Linked DNA regions of Mus musculus: region 2 is linked to region 1. Evidence: chromatin contacts called from public HiChIP or PLAC-seq data. All regions are on one chromosome and are shown on one strand. The core of a region is the stretch at or near the end of the contact, and the rest is flanking DNA. Distances in the headings are between cores, read along the strand shown. Region 1 holds the start of Fanca (Fanconi anemia, complementation group A). Region 2 holds the start of Rhou (ras homolog family member U).

Region 1 (7,470 bases), core at 3,576-6,075:
TATACGTTTAAAACCATAAGGGCTAGGGATGGAGCTCATGTGGTAGGGTGTTTATTGAGGCACTGGATTAGACCCTCAGCTCCTTATGCCATGACAGGGATCGAACCCATGGCCTCAGACACCGGACACAAGTGCCACTTACTGTGCTTCACCCTGAGTCCCTAATTACTTTAGCCCCCAGGGACCTCACAAACACTCAAGTCCAAACTGGACAGGATTTCCAGACACTCCACCTTGCACCTGAAAGGGAGCAGAGGCTCATGGGTACACTCAGACAGAAGCTAGAGAAGCTGACCCCAGGCAGGTCACCAGGTTCCTGACCCAGTCTGCGGTCAGTGATCCTGAGGTGAAATGTCCTGGGGAGCCTAGAACAGGCCGTGCTGACAAGCACATCATTTCTCATTTATTTCACTTCCAAAACTAGTTGTCAAGGAAAAAAAAAAAAAATAAGAAGGCTGGAGAGAGGGCTCAGCAGTTAAGAGTACGTGTTGCTCTTCCAGAGGACCCAGGTTTGATTCCCACAAGATACACAATGGCTTATAACTGTCTGTAACTTCAGCTCTAGGGGATCCAACACAGTCCACAGACATACGTGCAGAAAAAACATCCACATAAAAAAACTAAAAAAAAAAAAACTTAATATATATGTGTGTGTATATATATATATATATATATACATGTATATGTGTATATATGTGTGTATATATATACCACACACCCATTAACTTCAAGGCTCTAAAAACTCACTCACATCAATGAATAAGGAAAGCCACATGCAATAATTATAGAGGCTTCAAATTACAAGTGTCAGAAATCAGAGCTGGGACTGAAGACAGAAGCCTGTAATTCCAGTTAACAGGAGAGTCGAGGGAAGACTGAAAACTCAAGGCCAGCCTGGATGACTTAGTCAAAAATCATTCAAGGGGCTAGAGACATAAAATACCCTAGGTTCAAACCCCAGTCCGTCAAATAATAACAGACTTAAAAAAAAAAAAAACCAAGCGTGAGGGACTGGAATGTGGCCCAGGGAGTGAGACCACCTGCTGCTCCTGCACAGAACACAAGTTCATTTTCAACTCCCCAGTCATCGCAAATTCCAACCCCAGGGCACCCAGCACTTTCTTCCGTCATCTGTGGGTAGCCCCAAGCATGTGACATATACTCACAGATACTCATAAATTAAAAAAAAAAATTACTAAGGGCTGTCAAGATGTCCCAGTGTGTGAAGCTGCCTGAAGTCAAGGCTGAAAACCTGAGTTTGGTCCCCAGCAATGACACGGCTGAAGGGGAAAACAACAGACTCACACAGCTGACCTCGGACCGCCAAATGATCACCGCAGCATGAAAGCTCACAGTGAGTGAGTGAATGCATAATGAAAACAGTAGACTAAAAAGGAACAAATCATGAAGTGATTATCACTTTCTGAAAGAAATCACAGATAGGGGCTGGAGAGATGGCTCAGCAGTTAAGAGCACTGACTGCTCCTCCGAAGGTCCTGAGTTAAGATCCCAGCAACCACATGGTGGCTCACAACCATCCGTAATGAGATCTCATGCCTTCTTCTGGGGTGTCTGAAGACAGCTACAGTGTACTCACACATAATAAATAAAGAAATCTTTAAAAAAAGAAAAAAAAAAAGGGGCTGGAGAGATGGCTCAGTGGTTAAGAGCGCCGATTGCTCTTCCGAAGGTCTTCCGAAATCTGATGCCCTCTTCTGGAGTATCTGAGGACAGCTACAGTGTACTTACATATAATAAATAAATAAATCTTTAAAAAAAAAAAAAAGAAAAGAAAAAAGAAAAAAAAGCCAGACGTGGTGGCGCATGCCTTTAATTCCAGCACTCGGGAGGCAGAGGCAGGCGGATTTCTAAGTTTGAGGCCAGCCTGGTCTACAAAGTGAGTTCTAGGACAGCCAGGGCTACACAGAGAAACCCTGTCTCAAAAAACCAAAAAAAAAAAAAAAAAAGGAAAAGAAATGTGAAGTACAAAAAAAAAACCCTTATTTATTGATAACCACCCCCTGCCCTGCTTTCTCTGACTCTCGGGAAATGGGGAGAGTGACACCTGCAAGCACATGACAGACAGACACATACACACAGAGACAGACAGACACACACACACATACAGAGACAGACAGACACACATACAGACAGACACACACAGAGACAGACACATACACATACAGAGACAGACACATACACATACAGAGAGACAGACAGACACACACACATACACACAAGGGCAGGGAAGAGCAATAAATACCTCCGGGCAGTGGTGGCTCACATCTTTAATCCCAGCACTTGAGCGGCAGAGGCAGGGGCAGGTGGATCTCTGTGAGTTCGAGGCCAGCCTAGTCTACATATAGAGTAAGTCCCAAGACAGCCAGAGCTACACAGAGAAACCCTGTGGGAGTTGGGGGTGGGGGTTGGGGGGGAGTGGGGTAAAGCTAGGAAATAACTCCAAATCAAGTCATAGAGCCCGTGTAACTGGTGATGATACAAGAGAAAGGGCATTGTCAGGTGGAATCTGAATGTCTACGGACTGTAACAGATGGCGACTTTTTTCCCTTAACCGCTTCCTAAGTGAACTGAAAAGCACAGCGACAACTCACGGATGAAGGAAGCAGACCGGTCGGAGGAAGCGTCAGCACTGTCGCGGTCGATCAGCTCACTGAGACGCAACCTTTTACACTGTGGCTCTTCTACCTACAAACCGAAGCGGTAAGAACAGCAAGAAAGTGGTTTCAAGACTCCAGCAGTGTGCAGCTCGCAGAGCAGGCAAGTTTGCTTTGTTTTGGTTCCCTGGTTTGTTAGTTTGGTTTTATTTTGTTTTGCTTTTAAATTCATCTTTGTGTGTGAGAGTGAGTGTGTGTGACAGTATGTGTGTGTGTGTATTAGAATTTTTTTTAAGATTTATTTATTGTATATATATATGTGTGTGTGTGTGTATGTATATAGATAGATAGATATATACACATGAGTACATTTGTCACTGTATTCAGATATGCCAGAAGAGGGCACCAGATCCCATTTCAGATGGTTGTGAGCCACCATGTGGTTGCTGGGATTTGAACTCAGGACCTCCGGAAGAGCAATCAGTGCTGAGCAGCTGAGTGACCTCTAGCAATGACCTACCCTTCAGTGTCTTCCCTGTAAATGAGATTATCGGTAGCTCATGCCTTTCACTCTGGTTTGGAGAAACAAAGGAACTTACAAATATAAATCATACAGATCAGTGTGTGACAAACTGAAGTTCTGGTGTGCTGATGCTGCAATGGTTTAGTAAAACCAAGTCCAGAAGTAAACGGGATGCTACAATGCCAGCCCTATTGTTTAGGAGCATTTTAAACCATGTGAAAATGCCTGTGCTTAATTGTCATATTTAAAAGTGAGAATTAAATTGTCTGTATGCCATTCTGAACTGTGTTTCAAAATGACAACATGGAATTAGAGCAGCAAAGGCCTAATTGGTTCTCTTTGGTGGATTATGAAAGATTTCAATCACCCTCATGTTTCTATATATGCGTTTTCTGTCACAGTCTGTGTTTGCTGCAAAGAAACAATGTTTATCTTAATATTTAGAACAATTCCAGTGTCTGCAGTGAATGTTTCAGTCAAAGTGTCTCCAAGAGAGGGCTGTCCATCCAATTTGGGTGCAGCGCATGTCAACAAACGGTAAAGTCGGCTTCTGGGACAAAAAGCATCCCTTTGTCAGCAGTGAATTCCTCCACCCCACACCCACACAGGTTACAAACACTGCTCTCTTCCCCTGGGTGTTTCTCTGGAACACCGCTGAGCCATCTCTCCAGCCCCCAGAATTTCTATTGCTGTAATAAAAACACCATGACCAAAAGCAACTCGGGATGCTTCTTTCAGCTTACAACTTGTACTCCATCTTGCTGGGTGTGGTGGTGCACGCCTTTAATCCCAGCACTTGGGAGAGAGAGGCAGGCGGATCTCTGAGTTCGAGGCCAGCCTGGTCTACAGAGTGAGTTCCAGGACAGCCAGGATTACACAGAGAAAAACAAACAAACAAACAAAAACCAGATTGTACAGGAATCAACCCTCCAGCCCCTCGAGTACTTTTCCCAGAAGGAATTTATTAAAGCCTTTCATGAATTATTAAATGTACTACCCAACTACTTTCATCTCCAAAGACATAAAATATAAAATACACTCAGCTCTCCTCCCACCTGGTTTGCCGGCACCAGTTACTCGCCAAGTACTCAGGCTTAGAAGGACATTAAAAAGATTATGATCTGGCTTGGCTCCGAACATCCAACCTGCTCAGCCAGGACAACTTCCTCTTACCTCTAGCAAAAGGTCATGCATATTTTGATGGTATCTCAGGAGTTTCAGAGCAGAATCCTTTAATTTCTGTTCCCTTTCAGGATCATATTTTTGCTTTTTGACTCTGCCCGCTAAAGATATTTTAAAAAGAAAAAAAAATTGCTCAGAAAATTATAGTGCAACGTACACAGGGTGACACGCTGCGCGGAGGTCCAGAGAGAAGCTGTCCAAGTCTGGACAGTCACCTAGCGCTTGCAGCAAGCGGCAGGACCAGGAAGCCTGGGGCCCATGGCCCTAAGAGGACCAGCGCGGCCCAGGACGGCTGACTCGCGGGCAGGGCTGAGCCACGCTGGGATCTGAACCCGGACCCCGAAGAATGGAGGGACCGCACTGGCGCTGGTTGGGGGTCAGAAGGCAGAAATGGCAAGACCTACCCAGCAGCTCGGTCCAAGTTTTTCGGAGGCCCCGGGGCCCACCACCCATGGCAGCACCCCTAGCCGGCGAGCCCGGCATAGCGTCTGGAACACCGGCTCTGCAGCCCGCGCTGCCTTCCGATTGGCCGCGGCCAGGCGCTGGCGCTCATTGGCTAGGAGCATGCTTGACCACACCCCCGAGGGCGGACCCTTGCTCTGTGGCCCTCTTCCTCTTGGTTGTAGTACTTGTCCCGGAGTCTGGCTGCGTTCGGGTGGCAGAGAAGGCAGTATGGTGGCAGCCTTGGTGCAATACACCTGCGCCTGACAACTTAGAGGGAAAGTGGCGCAGAATTGCTAATGGCCCAGAGCTTGGCCTGGGGAGATCACGTGACAAACTGGACCCAGGTTTTCGGTAAAAAAAAAAAGCACTTTTACCTGCTTTGTTCAAAACTACACAGGATCGATCCGAGTACTCTGCTGTGCTTATTTGACTCTGAGGGAAAATTGACCAAAGGAGTTCTGGTGCTGGGGTGTGACTTTCAAGGGTTGAAATTAGAGTTGCTATCACTCCCCGCTAAGCGCTCAAAGTACTTAGGAAGGAAAAACAGCCACAAAAACGCTGTCATTCTTGTTTCTTCCTTTTTTAAATCCACCTTACGTGCGGGGCGGTGCTGTAATCTCAGCATTCCGAAGGCAGAGGCAGGTGGATCTCGGTGAGTTGGAGGCCAGCCTGATCTACCGAGCGAGTTCCAGGACAGCCAGGGCTACACAGAGAAACCCCGACTCTAACAAACAAACAAGCAAACTGAAGGAGGGCATTATGTGCACTGCAGCCACTGTCCTTGATTTTCAGCATTACCCCAGGTGTGTGCACACGCAGACACTAGTGGAAGACAGGACACTAGAGACAGGCTTGAACCGGCCATAGTAGCCAGGTTGTGATTAAAATTCACCCAGCCTGGAATCAGTCAGCAGCTGGAGGAGCCATTATCAGAGCCAGAGCAGAGCAGACAAAGATTGACCGAAGTTTCCCAGGAATCAGGCTTATCTGCCTCCATGACCTGGAGGTGCTACGGTCACACTGGGAGCCAAAAAGTCACTTTACCCATCAAAGAGAACACTTAAAGATATAAAACTGAAGAGAACCAATTTTTTTTTAATGTATTTCTACAAAATTTCATCACTATGGCCAGGACTCGTCCCAGTTCAGGATCAAATGTGTCTGGCAGCCCCACGTTGCCTCTAGCATCAGAAGTGCCCTCAGAGAGGAGCATCAGAGAGCTGCTCTGCCTATTAGAAGATGTGGCTCAAGGCTGGCTCAGTGGTTAAGAGCACCGACTGCTCTTCCGAAGGTCATGAGTTCAAATCCCACCAACCACATGGTGGCTCACAATCATCCATAACGAAATCTGATGCCCTCTCCTGGAGTGTCTTCAGACAGCTACAGTGTACTTACATATAATAAATAAGTAAATCTCAAAAAAAAATGGCTGTACTTCCATCATTGCCCACAAGGTGGACCCCCTCCAACACAAGCCCTCCCCACCCACACTGTTCCTCCCCTGCTACCCTGTTGTTGTTGTTGTTGTTGTTGTTGTTATTTTGAATGAGTAGGTTGGTGAACTCAGAGATACACTACCTCTACTGACTGAGAGCTGGGATTAAAGACACGTACCACCACTACCTGGCAAAAAAGGGCCATTTTCCTCCATATGAAAAAGGAAATCTAGCCGGGCGTGGTGGCCAGAGAAACCCTGTCTCGAAAAACCAAAAAAAAAGAAAGAAAGAAAAAGAAAAAGATAATCTGCTCAGCCAGCCTATGAGGACAAAAAAGAGTACTAGCTTACCCCAAATCACACCAACTGACCATCACCACCGCTGGTACTTACTGTGTGTTTTCAAGCTTTCGTTGGAAACGGTTTTCTTTTCGTTGATGCTTCGTAATTTGCATTTTCAACAAGTGCAGTAGCACAAGTTAGAAATCCTATCAGCTCTGGAAGCTGAGGCAGGAGGATCATTTCTGCCTAGGAGTTTGGGGTAGCCTAGGCAATATTGTGAGATTCCCATTTCAAAAACAGAATTAGAGAGCCGCTGAGGTGGAAACTGGCTAAGACACCCGTGGTGACCTCTGCACTCTACACACGAGCGCACATAGCAATTCACACATACATAAGTAGGAACGCACGCACATGCACACACACGCACACACACACAACGGGCCTGTCTTATCCACAGGCATAAATATCTTCTACATTGTGGATGTAGGCTTCTCCGACATTAATTTCTTATTGTTCTCTGGTGAGTCCCACTGCTTAACAGCACTGTTGCTGATTTTTTAATTAATTGGTTTTCCAAGACAGGATTTCTTCTGTGTAACAAAGCCCTGGCTGGCCTGGACTCGTTTTATAGACCAGGCTGGCCTGGAAGTCACAGAGATCCATCTGTCTCTGCCTCCGGAGTCCTGAGTGCGGAGTGCGGAGTGTGGAGTGCAGGGTGCTGGCTTTTGTTTTGTATTAAGATTTATTTTTATTTGTATGGCTGTGCGTTTGTGCGAATGTGTGCTACATATATGGCTACTGCAGAGGCCAGAACAGGATGCTGGATCCTTTGGAACTGCAATTATAGGTAGGTGTTAGCCACCTGACATAGCCACTGAGAATACTCCCTGAGTCACCTCTCCAGCCTAGGCTTTGTTTAGTTTTAGGAGAGGACAAAGGCTCAGGTGGCCCAATCTGGCCTCAGGCTCACTTTGTAGCTGAGGATGGGC
Region 2 (7,470 bases), core at 2,074-4,573, 340 kb after region 1:
AAGGAGAGTAAGGACTGGTATTGGTTGGGTCCTAGAACTCAAGGAGACACTGCCAGTGGGTGGGAACTACCAGCTTGGGTCCTAGCAACTTGAGGAAGCTAATTAGCCAGAGGGCTGGCTACACAAGCACACACGTGCAGTTCAGCTTCATAGACAGCATAAGGGACCTTTAGGGCCCTGAGGGATGGTCAGAGTTGGGCTAGAGGGCCCCCATGGAGATAAGAATTTAAAAACTAAAATTCTGGGTCAGGCATGGTGGTCCATGCCTTTGGCACCAAAACTCAGCAGGCAGAGGCAGGTGGATCTCTGGTCTGAGGACAGCTGCCTCTACAGAATGAGTTCTAGGATAGGCAGGGCTACACAGAGAAATCCTGTCTCAAAACAAAACAAAAAGCAAATGAACAACAACAACAAAAGAAATAAACATAGCAAAATAAGTTACATATTATAAAAGCTAACAAGAGCTGTAAACTTAAAACAAACAAACGAATAAACAAACAAACAAACAAACAAACAAAAACCACCCAAACGTAGTATTCTTATCAGACCCACTTGGCACAACTTTACAGTGCTTATTCCTCTTCTTGAACTTTTTAGCCACCAACCTTCTGACTCCCTCAAGTTTGAGATATATCTCTTCCAGGATGAGTATCAAGAGATACACACAGACTTTGTGCTTTGTGGGACAACTTCAGGCTTGTTGCCTTACAAACATAGGGATTCAGACCAACACTTACAATTGCATCCCCTGCCTCCAGATACATTCTTGATGCTGAGCAGACAGAGCTGAGCATGCCGGGCCTACCAATGAGTGGTTTGTTGTTGTTGTTGTTGTTGTTGTTGTTTGGTTGGTTGGTTTTGGTTTTGGTTGGTAAGGCACTGCAGCAGTCGGACTCTCAGTTTCATTCATCCCAGGCTCAGCAGCTCTTTGCTCCTGGATCCTCCAGTGCTGAGGGAAGATAAAGCTGCCAAGATTTGTACAGAGGGTGGCAGTTTCAGCCTTGGGCACTGCTCCCACACCTCTGTAGCTGTGTCTGCAGTCCTGAAGGAGACATGAAGTGTGTACTACACACCAGCAGGAGAGGCTCCAGTTCATGCCAGCAGCATAGGCTCTTGGCTTCCGTTGACCACCCCCGCCCCCACCACCACCACCATGCAAAGTGCTCCCATGCCTCCTCCCTAATCTCCCTTCCTTTGGCTCTATGTCCCATTAAACACAAACAAAATGTCTCTCTAGCCTTATTTTTCTTGGCTTGCTTCCCAAAATATTCACAGCTACTTCAAGGCCACTCTCCATATGTTGGGAAGTTATAGATAAAATGGATAATGGCCCCAATCCACAATGATTAAAGTAGAAACAGTTTGCAACATCTACAGAAACAAAGTATCATGTGCCCACTTTGTCAGGTCTTAGCAGTAACACTAAGCAAAGGCTTGCGCCAGACATATATAGAAACCAATACTGTAGCAATGGTTTTGCAAAAAGTTATTGTAGTGTCAACCATCAAGGAGACAGAAGGCACACACAAATCTACCTACTTGATCAGACAGAGCACAGGAATTCAGGTGGCCCAAGGGCAAAAGAGAGCCGAACGGTCCTAACTTGGGAGTTGCCAGTCTTTTTGCTGCTCTGCTCTGTTTCACTGCAGGAGAGAGTGTACCAGGTTTTTAGTCCATTTCCAAGACAGCCCGTTCCTGTTCTTCAGATCCTGTGTGGGAGACTTTTGATTTCCCAGGTGCTCAAGGTCATTTTTGGTCAGGTCCTAGGGTTTCATCCCGAAAACAGCTTGCATTGCAGCTTTAAAGGCTGACAGCACTAAGGCCCTGAATGACGGGTGAGTCTGCCACCCATTCGGGATTGAAGAAATTACCTCTTGACAGGCCCACTTCTGTATCTCTGCGGCCACATCATCTTTGCAAGTCTCACTTGCCACACTGCATGGTTGCATATAGGATCCCAGGTAGGACGCTGTCATTTCCTTTATGGAACTCAAACCTGTCACTTAGCATCTCTGTACTTCAGGTTGTCCTGGCTGTAAAATGGGTATAAGTAATGCTAATATTAAAGGAATTCGTTTTGACAGAATGGTTACAACAACATCTGGGACATAACAAAGGCTCAGTATTTAACTAGCTCTTGTCTTTTTTTTTTTAAGATTTATTTATTTTATTTATATGAATACACTGGCTGTCTTAAGACACACCACAAGAGGGCACCAGATCCCATTACAGATGGTCGTGAGTCACCATGTGGTTGCTGGGAATTGAACTCAGGACCTCTGGAAGAGCAGCCGGTGCTCTTAACCACTCTCCCTTTCTCTCGGCCCCTAGCTCTTGTCTTTACCACCAGCAAAATAATATTAATATTAACAGCACACAGCTCTTCTTACACCAGAAGCAAATCAGAAGCATTAGTGACCAGGCAGAGAAAGGGCAGCACAAAATGAACAGACAATTAGCTTTTCAGATAATACTACGGCAGCCAAAATTGCACTTAACTAAAGACTGTAAGGAAATTTGCTGGACCATGAATACACACAAGGTCACAGCATGCCAAAGAGAGGGAGCGCTAACAAAGGGTGGTATCCTGCATCCAAATGAGAATCAATGATTTTTAACAGAAAAATCATACATTTGTCTGCAATCAAACTTAAGTCCTACTCATCAGGACTGGCTATCAAGACAATAATCTCTCCTGAGGGACTGCAAAAGCAGGCAGGCCCCACAGCACTCTCCCCCTCCAAACCAAGACACTTGTGTGGAGGAGCAAGGGCAGCTGGAGGAACAGGAAGAGTGGAAGAAGCAGGGTGATCATGGTGAGAGGGAGACCGCGGAAAGGAGGTTGTGGAGTAGAAAGAGAATAGGGGGCGACCTAAGGAGGGAGAAGGAGGAGAGGGAAGAGAAAGAGCCGGGAGGGAAGGGGGAACAGAAGGATGGGGAGGAGGGGGCAGGGCAGGAGGAACTGGAGAGCAAGAGGAGGAAAGGAAGCTTGGGAAGGAGCCGGGAAAGGGGGGTGGGGGGATGAGAAGCCCACAGCAGGGGCCAGGGGTAGCTCGGGGTCCGCGTGGGTTGGCGTGGTGGAGCCAGCTAGTCCAGCCGCACCGTTTCGAGGCGCCGGCGTAGTTCACCAGCGCGGCGCGCAGACGGGGGCGCTGTGGTCTCGGATAGAAGAAGGAGCCGCCGGACCCGCCTCTTTCCCCGCCCGCCGGTGTCGCAGGGAAGCCTGGCGGAGCAGGCTCGGCCACATCGCGGCCGCGCGGGCACAGACGCCCAGCCGAGTGCGGACCGTGCGCCGCCTTTGTCCGCCGGTGGCAGCTGGTCTCGCGGCCGCCGCCCCGCGATGGCCCCGCAGCAAGGCCGGCCGGCGCTGCCCGCCCGCTGCGAGCCGCCGGCGGCGCCGCCGGTACCGCCTCGCCGAGAGCGCGGGGGGCGCGGGGCGCGCGGGCCCGGGGTGTCCGGGGGTCGGGGGCGCGCGGGCGGCGCCGAGGGACGCGGCGTCAAGTGCGTGCTGGTCGGCGACGGCGCGGTGGGCAAGACCAGCCTGGTGGTCAGCTACACCACTAACGGCTACCCCACCGAGTACATCCCTACGGCCTTCGACAACTTCTCGGGTGAGCGCCGGGCGGGGCGCGGCCTCGGGCTGGGAGGCGCGGGGCGGCGCGGGTCTCGGGGCAGCGGCTCGGCGAGGTGGCAGCGGGGTGTCCGACCGGTCTGGCTCCGGGATTCCGGAGCGAGCTGCAGCTCAGGTGGCCTTCCCACCTGCGCCCTCCGGGGCGGCTCACTTCCAGCGGATCTTCGCCTGGAGCAACCCGGATTGCTCCCGTGTGTGAGCCGGCCAGGCGCACCAAGGAGGGCTGGGGCTTGCGAGAACGTTCCTTTCTTCTGAGCCCAGCGCCTGCCTGGCCTGCGCCCCGCCTGCGCTGTCTCGGTTTCTGACGGTTGGCCCAGTCCCTCCAGCTTGGCGTTTAGTTACAGCAAGTTCTCAAGGGTGGGTGGGTTCGTGGATCACACAAAGATAACAAAAGTAAAGCAATCATTTCTCTTGATTTTTTAAAAAGTCTTTCAGGAATTTAAGAAAAAGTTACAAAAAAAAAATCACATTAAGCTAGTGTGAAAAATCTTCCTCCTAAAAAATTTACCTCCGACTTCCAGTCTCCGTGGCCAGTCTCTAATTTCAGAGACCCTATGGATAAAACAGAAGTGCATGGTGCCCCCTCCACCGCTCACTAGCATAAACATTTATAAACAACCAGAAATGCTATCAGAAGGAGACAAATTGCCTAATATAAGCTGAAACCTCCGAGTCTTTACTGGATGGGGGGTCCTTGCTCTCACCCTATCTCTGGACCCTGGGGGAAAATCTGTGTGGCTTCTCTCTGCCAGCTTTTCTTAATCCTCTTTTTGAACTGACAGAGAGAAGTGCCCATTTCCACACACGCACGGGTGATAGGCCGCCTGTGTTTGCACAAGTTCTCAAAACTGCTGGAGTTTTATGATAAACCCTGAAGCAGGGAGATTTTTTTTTCCCAAGAGAAAACAGGATTATCTATGAGGTTGTCCACTGATTTAAAAGTGCAGAGTTGGTTTCCCACCTTGTGTTGTTTCTAGGCTCTTTGAAACAAGGGTGACAGGAAAATTAATCTTCCAGGCTTGAAAGGAAAACAAGCCTTCCGGGGCACCTTCTGGAGGTCAGGGCTTTGCTGCTTCATGCTCTGTGGTGGAGGGAGCCCCCCACCTTGGAACATTTGTACACTTCCATGGGTTTCTGGGCGTAGCCAAGTCCTTAGTTCACTAAGAGAACCCAGAGCAGGAACTGCCAATCTGCTGAGAGGGTAAAAGATGTCCTGATAATCATCTTGCTCTTTTTTTTTTTTCTTTCTCCCAAGCCGTGGTGTCTGTAGATGGGCGGCCTGTGAGACTCCAGCTCTGTGACACTGCAGGACAGGTCGGTATCAAGTTACACAGCTCAGGCACTGGGAAAGGAAACAGCCTTTTAAAGGTTTCCAAACAACCTTTGCAGTTTCCAAATGATTCCCTTAGTAACTGGGTCATTGTGAAACTCGCCGAAGCAGGCCCACCCCTGCTTCATCTCCTTTGAGGGCAGTGGGAGGAGGCCAAGAAGGACACCTCGGGGCCAGTGAAACAGGGTCGGCCTGTTCTGGGAAGGAGCTGGGGAGGCAGCCATCGCTGCGGGAACTGCCCCTTATCTTCATAGGACTTTCGGGTACCTCTCATGGCCTAGCTTAGGCTACAAAAGAAAAACCACAGGAATGGTTTGTAAGCGTTTCTCAGAGGAAGCCCCTCATGTCCTATAATCCATTGATTCAAGGCTAATGAACCTGAGACTTAAACGCTTGTTCAAGGAAAAAAAAGAAAAAAAAAAAAACCAGTAGCTTATGTTAACAAATGTCTTTCCCTGCTCTAGAGCAGTGGTCAGAGTCACCATAAATGGAGCAGGGAAAGGCAGGGCCACTCTGTTTGGTCATTCTTGTCTCGGGGGCAAAACACTAGAAAAGGAAGCCAGGCAGGAGGCATAGGTGTAGGACCCCCTGAGTGCCCCACAGAAGGGTTAAAGCTGCCCTAGAAGCTGTTCTAGCCACTGAGGTCCTAAGTACTCAGGTGCCCAGGTGACAGCAAACTCTGCTCTCCCAATGTCTGGAGCTGACAGGGTACAGTGGGGATAAGTAACCCCTTTGCTTCCCTGACTGTCCGTGCTAAGGAAAAAGCTGGCCTTCCTGTGTCTCCAGATCTCATCCAAGCCAGGGCCTTTAGCTAACTCATTACTGTAAGACAGCAAACTTGGGACTCGGGACTGGCTTATTCTTGAGACCTTGAGGAGACAGAAGACAAGGCTGTCTTAATGGACTGCTGGGAAAGCTGTTTGGCACCTTTGCTATGAGTGGGGGAAAGCCAACGACCATCAGTATATCACTGTGTGGTAAGGGAACATCAAAATCTAGGCACATTTGTTCGTGCCTGTGACTCCAGCTCTCAGGAAGCTCCACCAGAAGGCCAGCCGTGAGTTCAAAGGCAACCTGAGCTGTGTGGTGAGTTCAAGGACAGTCTAGGCATAAAACACAATCTGAGCAGTGGTGGTGCATGCCTTTAATCCCAGCACTCGGGAGGCAGAGGTAGGCGGGTTTCTGAGTTCGAGGCCAGCCTGGTCTACAGAGTGAGTTCCAGGACAGCCAGGGCTATACAGAGAAACCCTGTATAGCCAAAAAAAACCCCAAAACAACAACAACAAAAAAAACCAAACAAACAAACAAACAAAAAACAAAACCAAAACAAAACTAAACAAAAAAACCCATAAAAACAAAAAGACAGAAATGCCAGGCAGCAAGGTGGTGCATACCATAATCTCAGCACTTGGGAGAGGAAGCTCAAAGTCAATGACTCTATTGGGCATTTGAGACCAGCCGGGTCTATGAGACCCTGTCTCTTAAAAAACATGCCAGCAAAGGAAAACATCAAAGAAACAGTCTTGGGTCTTTCTCTTTTTGCATGATGTCCTCTGCATTGTTTTATATAGATGGAAGAGGCTGGGCTTTCCCATCTGTAGAACACGGACAGAAATCTGTAGTTGCTGTAGGCACCCCGAGGATCACAGAGAAGGCAGGAAGCCCAAAGAGCCTCAAGACACAGTCATCATGGACTCCAGTAAGGAGCTGCTAGGATGCTGGCTCAGGAATCACTTTGCCACCCCTCAGATGTCTCTACTTGGCTTCTGAGGAGGTGAACTTCCCTCGGAAGATGAGTCCTGGGTTGGAGTCTGATACATCTCAGGGTTCCATGTGGTTTTAGTTCTTGAATCAGAATGTGTGAGCCATCAGCCTGTGGACGGCTGTGGGCTTGCCTGCTGCAGACCTGGGGTCAGTAGACCAGTTCTGAGCTCAAGGAGAACAGCCCAGTGCAGAGAAAAGCCTTGGCCGTGGGTGCTTGAGAGGGGATCGATACGTTGGAAAACTCGTATTTCTAAACAGCATTTCTAAACAGGAGTTCGATGTTCCCTTCCTATAGTCTCCAAAGAGCCGGGGAGCGTTTGGGACACAGGGGCAAGAGGATCACAAGCATCAGGTCTGCCCGGGCTGCAGGGAGTTCAAGGCTATCCTGGACCTCACTCTACAGTGAGATCCTGTCTAAAATTTATTTACATATTTATTCATACATACATACACACACACACATGCAACAGTCATTAAAGAAAAAGAGGCTGTGGATTTGAGAGGGGGCGGATACACAAGCGTTTGTTTTGACTGGAGCAGAGTGGACCAGAGCTATTCAACCTTTGCTGCTGCTGCTCGTCAGCCCACTTGTTGAGAGAGCTGGCATGGCACCTTCATGTTGACAAAGGGATACCTTTCTCCTGTGGTCAGGAGAAGGAAGGGGAATGCAGGTTAGCCAGGGCATGGGGCGTGAGTGTGGGTGGGTATCCCTGGCAGCCCTATGAGCCAGAACCCCAGCAGTAGC

What was found. HiChIP or PLAC-seq counts read pairs in DNA pulled down with a chosen protein or histone mark.
Region 2: a FOXA1 HiChIP or PLAC-seq map of pancreatic cancer cells shows a contact between it and region 1. The contact joins the promoter of Rhou here to the promoter of Fanca in region 1. A contact is called at or near these places in 2 of 115 datasets of contacts at active chromatin or transcription factors (embryonic stem cells and pancreatic cancer cells).

What each region holds. Positions count from the first base shown.
Region 1 is chr8:123,313,751-123,321,220 of GRCm38.p6, forward strand. Fanca (Fanconi anemia, complementation group A) reads right to left here and starts at 4,826. Exons shown (of 43, transcript NM_016925.3): 1 at 4,725-4,826; 2 at 4,312-4,421; 3 at 2,613-2,706. The coding sequence starts at 4,803.
Region 2 is chr8:123,650,606-123,658,075 of GRCm38.p6, forward strand. Rhou (ras homolog family member U) reads left to right here and starts at 3,324. Exons shown (of 3, transcript NM_133955.4): 1 at 3,324-3,611; 2 at 4,887-4,945. The coding sequence starts at 3,341. Gm35874 (a long non-coding RNA gene) reads right to left here and starts at 2,131. Exons shown (of 3, transcript XR_388157.3): 1 at 1,872-2,131; 2 at 1,540-1,643; 3 at 421-965. Gm35930 (a long non-coding RNA gene) reads left to right here. Exons shown (of 2, transcript XR_388158.1): 2 at 916-1,230.